2 separate regions of the Mus musculus genome follow, and region 2 is linked to region 1. A link is a contact called in public HiChIP or PLAC-seq data. All regions are on one chromosome and are shown on one strand. The core of a region is the stretch at or near the end of the contact, and the rest is flanking DNA. Distances in the headings are between cores, read along the strand shown. Region 1 overlaps 5430437J10Rik (RIKEN cDNA 5430437J10 gene). Region 2 has its middle 71 kb from the start of Gm41258.

Region 1 (6,576 bases), core at 1,999-4,498:
CACTATTGCCTGATGATGTTTAAGGTTTTAAACTTTTTTTCCTTCATGTGTGCCTTTGTGTGTGTGTGTGCGCGCGCACGCGCACGTGTGTGCCCCTTTCCATGCAGCTGTTGGAATCTTTGATTATGCAGGTAGAGACAGCCGTTGGGAATCCCTTTAGTTGAGAAAAGGGGGAGGATCCCTGGGCTGTTTGAGTTTTCTTTACCAGGTAGTGCTCCTAGGGCTGGGGACATTAGCTAGGCAACTGACTTGCAATAGAGCAAGGACAGCATCCTGTTAGTTCCCACATAGGGAATTAAGACAAAAGGTATTTCTAGGTCACTCACCTACTAGATAACAAACTCCCACTTACAAAGGTTTCTATGATGTGGCAAGACATTGCCCAACTAATAGGTAGAGTGGGGCTGTTTCAGCATGAATGCTGTTTATATCAATTTTAGGTCTACCTGGGTTTTATCTGTACAGGAAGATTTCACCTGTACTGTTTTCATAGGACTGCTGTAAGAAGTTAACATGAAATTGGTGGCTCTCTGTGTGAGAGCTATCCAGGAAGACCGTTGTAAATAGAGGTGTGTGGCCCTAACCTTTAAGGCCTGGGGTGTGGTTGGCAGATCATTATTAGAGAAGGAAAAAAATATTCTGATACAAATGAGCCATTGTCCATACTTTAGAGGAAATAAAATCCACATGGAGAAAAGTGCATTAAGAAGGTTTCATTTTATTTTTTAATTTTGCGGGTTTGAATATTAATTTATCACATTAAAAGAACAGCAATAAACAAGTCCCTTCACAAAGAGAAGAAAACAAGTATGAACAAATACTAAATGTTTGACACTTTTCCTCCCAATATGCCTTCACTTTTCCTTTTTGGTGGTAGGGAAAATAGGTGACATCATCCCTTCTATTCTTAGTGTCTTTGACACGAAATCCACTAATTTCACAACACACGTGGGAGGCCATACTTTTTTTTTTTTAAATGAGCCCCATCTTGTCAGTTAGTTATACCACACTTTAAAGAAACAGTAATAACGAAAGTAGTCTGCTGTAACCAGAGGATTTTAATATTCACATATAGCTGCTTTCCAAACCTTTCAGGGTTAGGATCTATCTACGGTAAAAAGCCAAGACCTTCAGAGAGCCACTTGCTTCCACCTGTCTCCTTCCTCCTATCCAAGTAGCTAGGGTTAGAGAAACAGGGAATGATGGTGTGTTCTTGTTGTTGTTGTTGACGATGATGATGTAGTTTTAAGCATGGCTTCCTGGACCTTCATTCTTGTGGCAATTAATTTACCAAGTGATCCATTTCCCTTGTTCTGTTTCTAGGGTGCTAGGGATGGAATCTAAAGCCATTTATATGCTAAGTGAGCATTTTGCCAAGAATTACATTTCTGGACCTTCGTGTCTTTGGGGTGTGTGTGTGTGTGTGTGTGTTTGTGTGTGTGTGTGATGTGCTGCAGCTTCCTAGAGAACATACGGACTGGAAAGAAGGGATGTGTTTCAGAATGTAGGACCAAGTCAAGCCAAGGTTGGGTGTTGGCACTTTAAGAAAGGCTTCCTTGTCCTCGGCCAGGTGGTCTGGCCGCTGGGCTGCTGGCAGAACACTCCTCTTTGCAGAGCTGTGAGCAGTGTGCCAGGTGGAAAGAGAAGCTGTGTCACAGCTGGAAAGTTTGAAAGATCCTCATTGCCTCACTCCCCATGCAGTGACTTAATGGATTTGCTGCTAGTGTTTACAGAGCAGGAAGGTACTAAGGGCTTCCCCCTTAGTGGGGAAAGGTTAAGTGGCTCCTTAGGAAAGCACAGAGGGAAGGGTGGGGCGGAACCCTTGTGAATGTGAAATCCTAGGTAACAGGATAGAGATCTGTTTTAGATGGAAACTAAGATCCTTTTACCTCCCTCCTTTCATTTTTCCTTTTATCTTTTTCTCCCCTCTTCCTATCCTCTCTGCCTTCAAATTTGTGCTCCTGATATGTATTGGGAAACCACGATTATCTAAGTATTGTTTGTATCTAATCTATGTGTCCACCATAACATGAAGAAAATGCTAAATTGTACCAGTGAATCATCTTCTGTAGTCAAAGTTTAAAACTTTTGTTAGATTCTTTCCTAAAGAGCCAAAGGAGTAAGGAATGAGGATGGGAGCTAGAGAAGGGGTTACAGAATCTACTTTTAAAAAGAACATTTTTACCAGGGGAACTGAGGCTGGAGCATCCTGTGGCCTCAGGAATCAAGGTCAGTTTGACCAACACAGTGGTATTTTGTCTTTCAAAAATTGTGAGACATTGGAAGCTTTAGTTTACTAAATTCAGCAAAGTGGAAACATCTGGTTGAAAACTGAGGGAAAAATCATTCAAGCTTCCAAATTAACAAAAAACCCCTATCGCTCATTAGTCATCAATTATAAAATCATATAAAATGTATGACTTTCTATTTTCCTCTCCAGAATAGAACTAGACCTATCTTGGAATTGTTTATATGCTAAAGTCACTCCTGTTGTTTGAGCACCTCCATGGACTGATGATGTCTGACATCATCAGCTAGCAAAAGCTGAATTGGGCTCATGCATTCTCGCCCCTGAAGTGAAGGGGAAACCATAAAGTGCACGAGAACATGATGATGTAGGTCACAGTGGCTACCCTGGTGAGCTAGAGCATATTTTTATGTCACCAAAAAGCATGAGAAGAATGCACAAAGGAAACAAACCAACCCTGAAAACAAAGGACCGAATGTGTGTCTTTTCTCTCACTGGAGACAGTTCCTTTATGTAATCATCCTTGTGGGCCCCTGTGTGGGTGTAAAGGGACTTCCTGTGAAGACCTACTGCATGAGTTGGCAATTTTTACAATAGTTTTAAAAGATTTTATATGAGAACAAAGACATTACAACGAATAAGTATGACAGTTATTAAATCTTTAGCAATCTATTCACCAAGATGAGCTTATTGCAGTACAAAGTGAAAGGACAAAAAGTTAAAAGAAGGGTGGGTGCTTGCCAGAAAGAAAGAAAAAAGAAATCACACCTCAATACCCAAAGCATCTGAAATTCTCTCTTTTATTTCTGACTTTCTAATTTGTCCGTTTCCAGGGGTCTCAGGGATCTTCTGCAATAAACTTTGATCAGAGAATCTGAAAGTTCACAAATGTTAGAAATAGAAAATACCATGTTCTGTTCTTCCCCCTCAGAGAGTGTCTCATGTGGTGTGTGTGTGATATGCATGCATGTACCTTCAGAGACCAAAAGGGGACTCTGAATATCCTGGAGCTGGAATTTTAGGCATCATTTTTGTGAGTCATTTGGCATGGATCCTTAAAATGGAACTCTATTTCTGTGGAAGAGCAGCAAGTGCTCTTTATCCATTGAGCTGCCTCTCCAACCCCATATATAGCTTTCAGAAGGCCATGCTACACAACCTGCATCAGAAAGTCTCTCTGACAGGCAGTGCTATGTCTTGTCTCTTTAGCTTTTCTTTTCTTGGTGAGCATATCATGGTACATACATAACTAAGGAATCTGCTTTTCACCTAATCACTAAGTTTGGAGTGTGTCAAGGTGTACATGTTTGGGAATTCTTGGTGTTTTAATGTATATACACATCTCAGAGATTGTGTGTTGTTCCTTAATGGATGCACGTTACCTCTGTTTGGTAAGGTTTACTACCAGACTGGGGTTGATAGCTGGCCTTATCTTTATATATCATGTCATGGCATCACCAAATGGGCTCTGAAATACCAGGGAGATTTCTAATGTGGCATTCAATGCTCTTAAAATAAAGGTAAGCTGAAACTGCAGTTTCTCTTAGAGTTAAGAGCCAGTGTTGGTAGAATGTTGTTTCTGCCACATAGTTCATCATAGTGCTTGCAAGATAGAACACACGCATGAGCAGGGGATTAGATCTCACTTTTGCAATGGAGGAATATTTTTAAAATGATGGCCTGCTAGTTAGAAGAAAAATCAGTCCTGACCCTGACTGAGTAGATACCAGCTATTTAAGAACATGCAATCCAAGATGATCTCACCTCAAGGCTGTCATCTTCTACGTGTGGATGGGCTATCCTCCTTTTTTTTTGCCACAAGGAGATAAAAATTATTAGCTTGCTAAAGGTGCACTTGTTAAAGTTAACTTATTGAAGAAAGCAGACACTGAAGTGATGCTAAGCATCCCAAAGCATGTCTTCTGTCCATGTCTCTCAAAGAAGATGGACTATGTCAGTGTTTTCTCCAATAGAAATAAGTTTAGAAGACTTTCTTGACTTGTGACTGTTATCTTACATGGGCATGGTATTCAACTGTCCTCCAAATGCTTAGGTTTATACTCATAGATCAGTGCTGTTCTAAGTCTAAGTTTCTTTTTGCAGCAGGCAACAGCTAGTTTAGAGATCTACAACTAGTCACACTCCAGAGAGTAAATAGTCAGAGAGTGCTTGTTCCTCAACCAGATCTCTCTATTCTACCCATGATGAGGCTCAAGGACCACTGTGGAAGGAGATGGGAGGACATATTTAAGAGCCAGAGTTTGGCATGGAGTGCTAAGAAGATTTCCTATGGGACAATAACATGACTCTGATGCTGAGCCTGATGACCTAGATTTCTTTCTACGATCCATATGGCCAGTAGGGGAGAACCAGTTCCTGTAAGTTGTTTTCTGATCTCTACATATAGTGAACGTGTTCACATGTATGCACAACCCTACACAGTAACACCTCTCCTTATATGCACACACAGAAAATAAAGCATAAAGCAGCTTTAAAAATAATATCTTCTGGACACAACACAGTGTTTGCACGTGTGAACTCACTGCAGTAGTGTTACCCACCTAAGACCTACACAAGACTGGAACCTCACTTTCCTCTAGTACCTGTTGGAGGCTCCTGAGGCTTCACCCCTCACTGAAGGACTACAGCCAGTTAATAGGTTTGGGGGGAAAGAGTTCATTTTCTGTGTCAGTATATCCACTGGTAAGTTGTCTATATTCCAGTTAATGACCCTCCACTCATACCCATTCAAGCAACTATAACTAAATCCATTGGATAAGAAAGAAATGTCATCAAAGTAGGAGGGGCCTTGTTGGAAAGAAAAAAGGTTTCAGGAGACAAAGCAAGAGATAAGAGAAAGAGAAGATAAGATGGGATGGATAAGAAATACATAAGAAGGTGTGAAAATGCCCCCCAAGTTCAGTGTGTACATATACAAAATTGGTGAAGAATAAAAAATAATCTTGGTTTGTATCACACAAAATTTGAGAGAAAATATTGGTGCTTATAATATACAAAGAGAACGTGTATCTTACATGCATGCTGTAATGTTTAAATATATCAAATGTGAAGGGAAATTCACATTGTTGCTAAAGCTGGAGATGTAGCTTTAGTGGCAGATGTTAGGCCTTGGGTTCAATCCGTCACAGAACAAAATTCAATACCCTTCTCAGGTTTCTCTATCACATCAGTATCCTTGTTTGCTAGCAAGGTCAGGAAGATAATGCCTGTATTTGACTTTGCCAAATGGAGAATTCTGGACCCTTCCTATGCTTTGGATCTACTTTGGTGACGGGTTTCATTCTCCATAGGTCTCAGCCATGACTTACCACAGTTGACACTTCTTTCCTGTGTCACATTGGGTATGTCTCTCCCCAGAGCTGATGACTGGTGGTCAAAGCTGCTCTAAGCAGAGGTCATACTGCTGTGGCTAACACCAGCAGTTAAACACACTGCCGCTGCCTGCGAGAGGCCCTTGCACTTCCTTGTTCTTTAAAAAGTCACATTATGTTGTGGGACTAGCTTGTAAAATTTTTGTGGGCAATCAGAAACCCTTGAAGTTTTCACACAGAGAAAGGAAAAGGTTTGCCCCGTGAGAAAGCCAGGGCTGGGTATTTTTGTCCTTTTCTTTCTAGTGCAAGCCGTCTGAGGGAAGATTCTTCATGGCAAAACAGTTCATCAAAACTGAGACCAGGGCTGAAGAATGGTCTGTGCTTCCTGTATTTACTGTTCGCAGTGATGTATGTGTGCGTTTTAGGAACTTTGAACGTCTAGTTGAGTCTGTACTTTTTGTGGCTTGTCTGGGCTCAAATTCACAACCTCATGAAGAGTTATTTTATTGGCTAAAAATGAACTCTGCCCCTTCACTATCAGATACTACAAATGGAGATAGCACAAGCCTTTGAAAACGCTTTATAATGTAGTTGAAAGGGAAACCACTCCATTCAACTTGTTCAGAGATCTGAAAAAAAACATGAACAGTGAGGTTTGATAGGAGGCCACATTGGCGTTTGATGTGAAATGGCTTTCTGAGAAGCATTTCCCCCTCACAACAGGACTAATTATTGTTGGGTCCCTTCTTGACACTTACTTTTTTTTTTTTTTTCCTGGTAATCAAGTTTCCTTTTCCTTAAAACACAAGCTAGAGCTCCGTGATTGGTCGACTCTCCCCACAAACTCACCGCTATGATTGTCCTCCAGTTAGGAGATTTTGGAAATCCCCCTGACATCCTTTTTTTCTTTTTTACCAAATATGTCTCTAGTTGTGTGGCTATGAAATTTTATCCCAAGGGCTGCCTGGCTCTTTCTGACTTTAGTACACACCGAAG
Region 2 (6,610 bases), core at 1,289-3,788, 87 kb after region 1:
CTTCCTTGGTGGAACATATCCCTTAGGATAACTTGAATCTTGTTCCTGTGCTGTGATCACTCATGTATGGTTTAGAGTCAGCTATTTTCTTCTTTTAAAGCAGTCTTATTATTCATACCAAGAGTGCTTTTGCTGACAGAATGCTATAGTTTTAAGAAAGGCTATAGGTGATGAAGGCACAGAAGTGCCCAAAGCTAACAAAATACTTTGGCAGGTCAATTGATATGGAATTAGATTCCCCTGTTAAGTTCCTTGCCTTCTGTAGGTAGGCATAAAGTTTTGATGACTGGAGCTAAGAAGGTAGGGGAATCAAACCCGATTTGCCAGAGAGGTTTTGGCATATGATATTTAGGAAATAGTAGAAGATGAAATCAAATTATTTATAAAGAAAAAATTCAATCGACGAAAAGTAAGAAATTTTAGTAAATCTTGAGGTTGGAATTTACCAAAAGCAACAGCTTATGCGAATTTACATCTTCATAACCAGTGATGTAAAATATACTGTTTATAATCTCACTCTGAGAGGGGTTGAAACTGGTACAGAAAGAGAATGCTTGTCTTGCATGTTGAATGTCTTCAGTTCAATCCCCAGCAAAATGCAACATACATACACACATACATGCATACACACATACATACACACACACATACATACATACATACACACACACATACATACACACATACATACACACACATACATACATACACACACATACATACATACATACATACACACATAAATACACACATACATACATACATACATACATACACACATACATACATACACACATGCATACATACATACATACACACACATAATACACACACACATATACACACACAAACACACAATACACACACAGATAGACAGAGGAGAGAGAGAGACAGAGAGAGAGAGAGAGAGAGAGAGAGAGAGAGAGAGAGAGAATGAATAATGGCACTGACTCCTAGGAGGTATGAACTTAAATTTAAAATGATAGCCCTGAGCTAAGATCGTCAATGAATTCTGATTTAATTATATTTATGATAGAGATTAACTATATATTTAAAGGATGAAACAAGAATTCCCAATTTACTGTCTTATTAACTAGAAAATTCAATTAATAGGAAAAATCCATTCCCTGGGGGTCTTTAACGAAAGCGTTTCATCGATCTTTCTACTCTGGATGAATAAACCTAGGATGAACAACAAGTAAAAACAGCAAATATCAAAGACACAGAGAGCACAATAAAAAATATTGACATCCATTTTTGTTTATTAAAAGAATTTTAGAAAACAACTGGACCAACTGTGAAGAAGAAATTCAAATATGGAACTAAATGGTTTAAGATTCAATGTTGGAACTTTTGTACACACATATAATCTCCCACATAAATCATATTTTGATGTATGCTTATACAAACTTTGAGTATAATAACTTATCTCTAGGTATTTCAGGTGTTTTTATGATTTAAAGATATAGATATAAATATATATTACTTAACTTTGTAATTTTCCACTATCATATAATTATTTCTTTCATTTTACACATAACCAATTAGAAGAACCACAAAGCCAACATCTATGCAAGGCTATATTTTTTGACATCTATAGCTGTCCTTTGATTTAAATTTCTTTCTTCTGACCAGGAATCCTTTTCCCACCACCATACTTGTGGGTGAACATTTTCTAGTCATCTTTTAAAGGCTGCAAAGAAAGATGTTAAGGCTACTGTGGCTGTTCTTTCCCCTTCGCAGACGTAGGATGGAGGAAGATAAATTCCTTGAGTCACTGAAGCTCAGAGAACTGTTAAAACCATTGGAATGTGGAACCAACTGCCCCATCTTCGTAATCTCCCCTTTCTAAAGGGAATGGATTTCTCGCACAGTTTCCAGAGTTTGTTCCATCTGGGGATGACAGAAAAGCACTGTACTGGCTAGTTTTGTGTCAACTTGATACAGCTGGAGTTATCAGAGAGAAAGGAGCTTCAATTGAGGAAATGCCTCCATGAGATCCAACTGTAAGGCATTTTCTCAATTAGTGATCAAGGGGGAAAGGCCCCTTGTGGGTGGTGCCATCTCTGGGCTGGTAGTCTTGGGTTCTATAAGAGAGCAGGCTGAGCAAGCCAGGAGAGGCAAGCCAGTAAAGAACATCCCTCCATGGCCTCTGCATCAGCTCCTGCTTCCTGACCTGCTTGAGTTCCAGTCCTGGCTTCCTTGGTGATGAACAGCAGTATGGAAGTGTAAGCCAAATAAACCCTTTCCTCCCCAACTTGCTTCTTGGTCATGATGTTTGTGCAGGAATAGAAACCCTGACTAAGACAAGCACAAAACCACCGTGGCTTTCCCAGGTGTGAAATATAACAAATGTCAGTATTGTTTCTTAGAATTTCACTCATGTTCTATTATTTCAGCTGTCAAAAGTCAGTAGTCTTTATCTGATGTTGGACACATCAATCAAAATTTAAATAACAGGAATCCCAAAGAGATGGCACTACAGAATAATGTCATTTACCTCAACATCAAGTGCCAGTGCACTAGAGATGACAAGCCTTTCAGGGACAGTAGGAGATTGCCTGTAGAGGAAGCTAGACCATGGTAATATCATGACTTTTCTATAGCACCTTTGCAATCAAAGCCAGCCCACAGACACATCACAGATTTCTACATGCTCCAGTTGTTTTGCCATGTGGTGGGGATTCTTTTATCCCTGCATGTATGTCTGTGACCCACATGCATGCAATGCCTGTGGAGGTCAGAAGGGGGCATCAGATACTGTTGGACTGGAGATGCAGACAGTTGTGAAGTGCCCTAGGGTGCCAGGAATGAAATCTGGGTCCTCTGGTAGAACCACAGAGCAACAGCTCCATCTCCTTCTCATATTGTTTATTGGGACAGTATCCTAGTCATCTTGACTAAGAATGCGTTTAGTGTCACTCTTGCTGGACCACATGCTCTGGAAGTCTTGCTTTCCTGCCTGTAGGCTGGTAGAGGACAGTGAAGCAGTGCAGAATGGTAGCAAATCACTACCATCTTGTCCATACAGAGATGGTAACCTTGTGTTGTTGGCTGCTCCACTGTGCTGTAATATTGTTTTGGTAACATCTTTTTAGTTCTTTAAGTGCCTTCTGGCATCTAACTAATCCAAGCCAGCACTATTAATCACAATGAAGACTTATTCCCAGATCCCATTTGCAGACTTGTTCTCAAGAAAGAGTAAAAACTTAAAGATACTTTCCAAATAATCTTTTTAGACATGTTTTATTTATATTTTTGTTTTTTAAAAATTTCACTGCTTTAGTATTTATTATAAACATAGACTTTTGTTTTCCATTTTTTAAAGTTAGTATTTGTGTATAAGTATCTGTGGTTCATATGTATATGTGTGTCTCTCTGACTGTGGTGGATGTTTGTGTACGTGTGTGTGTGTGTGTGTGTGTGTGTGTGTGTGTGTGTGGTGTACATGTGTGTGTGCATATACATGTTTATGTGCATAAACCTGCTGTATGTGCTTGTGTATGTCTATCTGACTGTGGTGTATGTCTGTGTATGTGTTTGCACATGTGTGTATGTGGTGTGTGTGTCTCTGTGTATATGTAGCTGTGTATATGTTTGTGTTTTCCCATTAAGTGAAATTGTAGTGTGTGTTTGTGTGTGGTTTATGTCTGTGTGCATGCACATATGTGTTTGTGTGCCTGTTTGTGTGTATGCTTGTATATGCAGATGTGGTCATTTGTGTGTTTATGTGTGAAGATCAGAGATTGTTACTGGAGTCCTATAATTTTCCAATTTATTTTTACAAAGTATTTCTTTTATTTTTTGAGATTATAATAAAAACTATAACACACTTATCTATTTATAAATATACAATAAAGTTTAAATAAAATTTTCTCATATGGATGGTAATGGTTCCTCCAAGAACATCTGCCAAAATCCCTCACACCAGGCATGTTTCTCTCTATTGTTGAAGACACCGTGCATTTTACAGGGCCTTAGAGGTTCCAAGCTTTCCCTGAGGACTAGCTTTCATGATACAAGAAGGTATCAGGCAAGCTTCCACAGAAGGGAAGCAGTCAACAGTCCTATTGAGTTATGATGCCTATGAACCACAGCCATGACCAGTATGCCACAACAACTCTAAGCGTGCAGTAGTGGCATGTATACTTTGGTGGTAACCAACAGCTCTCTAATGGGACTTAAGAACTATTTAAAAGAGGGAAACCATGTATGGTACTGGAAACCTAGTTCATCACCCAGGGCTAGTGAGTTCATTGAGTTTGGAGAAGAACCTACAACTGCCACTTTAATAAATTGATATGTGTGTGTGTGTGTGTGTGTGTGTGTGTGTGTGTGTGTGTGAGAGAGAGAGAGAGAGGGAGAGAGAGAGAGAGAGAGAGAGAGAGAGAGAGGGAGAGAGAGAGAGAGAGAGAGAGAGAGAGGGTCTCACTAAGCCTGGAACTCACTGTTTTATAGAGTCTCACTAGCCAGTGAGCCCCAGCATCTGCCTATCTCTACTCACTCTTATGCTGTGGTTATGGACACACAGCACCTACAATGTTGGGCTTTTACCTGGATGCTGGATGCTGGATGCTGGATGCTGGATGCTGGATGCTGGATGCTGGATGCTGGATGCTGGATGCTGGATGCTGGATGCTGAATGCTGGATGCTGGATGCTTGTGCAACAAGCAACTAATGCACTGAAACATAGTCTAGTCTCACTAGCTATTTTTATAGCCCACAAATGTATGGCTTCTGGACATCTTTTGGCTACTGTATTTCCATATAAACTTTAGAAATAGCTTGTTAAATTTTGCAGAAAAGAAGAACTGCTTAAATTTAACTGATATTTAATGGACTTATTTATATAGTTAAAGGAACTTATGTTTTTGAATATTGGAAATTTTTATATTAAAATAGTATATATCTCTTAGCTTAGTGCTTATTTTTTCTTGTTCGTTTGTATTTTTCTGTGTAAAAATTTGAGGAAGTAGAGTTGGTGGCATCTGATCTGTGATCCATTTATTCCCCTTTGATTGCCGCTCTGTTTTTCTCATAACTCTAGCTTTTGGAGCTCTAGAAAAACAGGCTAATGATAGTTGCTAGGAGAGGAGTCATTATCTATGGGGTGATTTAAGCAGGATGTTCCAGGTTCACAATTGCTTACTGTACACAAACCTAAAATTTATTGATTTATGAGGCACGGCTCCTTAGAGAATGTCACATAAGCAATAAAACACTCTGTATTATAAAATTAGATTTTTTATGACCTGAAATTTCCCCACTGTATGAGCAAATCTCATTAGATTCCGTCTATTCCCAGGAACAGAGGACTCTTGTATCATGCAGGAAGGAAAGACTTAGGTAGCCACACAAGATAAAGCTTCAACCCTTTGCTTACTTTGCTGGTGATATTTGATTGCCTTGTGACATTTCAATATTAGTAAGGGTTATCAAAAGGTAAGAATTTTTATTTTTAAAAAACGAATTTGATTGGAAATATTGAGGCAAGTTTTGATGCATTTTGTTAGTTCTTTTCCTTATACAAGGTTTTCAAAATGTTTCACGCAATTTCACTGAGACTAGGTTTCATGTAAACCAGGGTTCACCTTCAGGATCTCTATGAACCTGAAGGTGAATGTAAGCTAATTTCTCTGTCTACATTTCCTAAGTGCTTGCATTACAGGCATGTGCAATATCTTAATATCTTATTAAGGTGGTCCTAAGAATCAAAACAAGGACATTTGGCATGCTAGGCAAACACTTACCTGAGTGAACTAAATCCCCAGCCCTATTTTAGAATCTTTCAAATGCAATACTTAAATTCTTATTTTCTGAATGTTGGTAGAATATATGTATATACATATCACTGATTTCCTTTATATCTCTTCACCCTTGATGTTTTATATAATTAATTTTAATCTGTTAGTACATCATTAATTTTCTACATAATCATGTTATCTATAGATTTTTGTAGTTTTACTTCTGATTTTCACCATTTACCATTTTTTATAATTTATCTTTTTGTTTATCACATTGATTATGAACTCTAGTAAATCACTGTGAGTGTACCATTTTTTTTATAAGAAAAAAAGTCTATTTTTAGCATGATGATATCTGCAGGCCTTTTTCAATTTCCTAAATCAGGTTAGTGATTCCTAGCTTTGGTCTGTATTCAACTATGAAGGAAAGTGAAGTTTCTTCAAATATATTTTAAAAACTTACAGTTGAGTTGGTGCCTAACTGGTAGTGTCACCCGCACTGACTAGTGTTCACAGTACTTGAAGATACTTGCATGCTACTGGAGGAGAAGGATAATCAGCAATATCACCAAGATACAAACCTGAGACCTACACCAGGCACCTGCCTGCAAGATATATGGGCGTAATAGTGACATAATGTTATGAGTGTCACCAACCACTCTGAATGGATTTAAGCCCCACTCCGTGAGATGGAACACATATCTGACACTGATAAAATGGCCAAGAACATGGGACTAGATACATCGTGGGTCTAGGGGAAAGCTTAATACTATTATTCTCTTAAAGAAACATAGCAATAAAACAATTCTAATGTCATGGTGCTATATGCATGGATCAGAGCAGTGCTCAGTCTTAACCAGTTGTT

The links. HiChIP or PLAC-seq counts read pairs in DNA pulled down with a chosen protein or histone mark.
Region 2: a BATF HiChIP or PLAC-seq map of CD8 T cells shows a contact between it and region 1, with 13 read pairs. The contact joins two enhancer-like sites. A contact is called at or near these places in 1 of 15 datasets of contacts at CTCF or cohesin (CD8 T cells), 1 of 484 Hi-C or Micro-C datasets (group 2 innate lymphoid cells) and 2 of 115 datasets of contacts at active chromatin or transcription factors (CD8 T cells and the HPC-7 cell line).

What each region holds. Positions count from the first base shown.
Region 1 is chr15:5,511,708-5,518,283 of GRCm38.p6, forward strand. All of the region lies in intron 1 of 5430437J10Rik (RIKEN cDNA 5430437J10 gene), which reads left to right. Among named protein-coding and RNA genes, the nearest start is that of 5430437J10Rik, 19 kb to the left of the region's middle. Within about 2 kb of position 3,249, at least 112 of the 459 cell types and tissues checked have an H3K27ac peak or open chromatin away from gene starts, as enhancers often do. A contact at or near this core is called in CD8 T cells, where this site is marked.
Region 2 is chr15:5,599,778-5,606,387 of GRCm38.p6, forward strand. No RefSeq gene overlaps it. Among named protein-coding and RNA genes, the nearest start is that of Gm41258, 71 kb to the right of the region's middle. Within about 2 kb of position 2,539, at least 1 of the 459 cell types and tissues checked has an H3K27ac peak or open chromatin away from gene starts, as enhancers often do. A contact at or near this core is called in CD8 T cells, where this site is marked.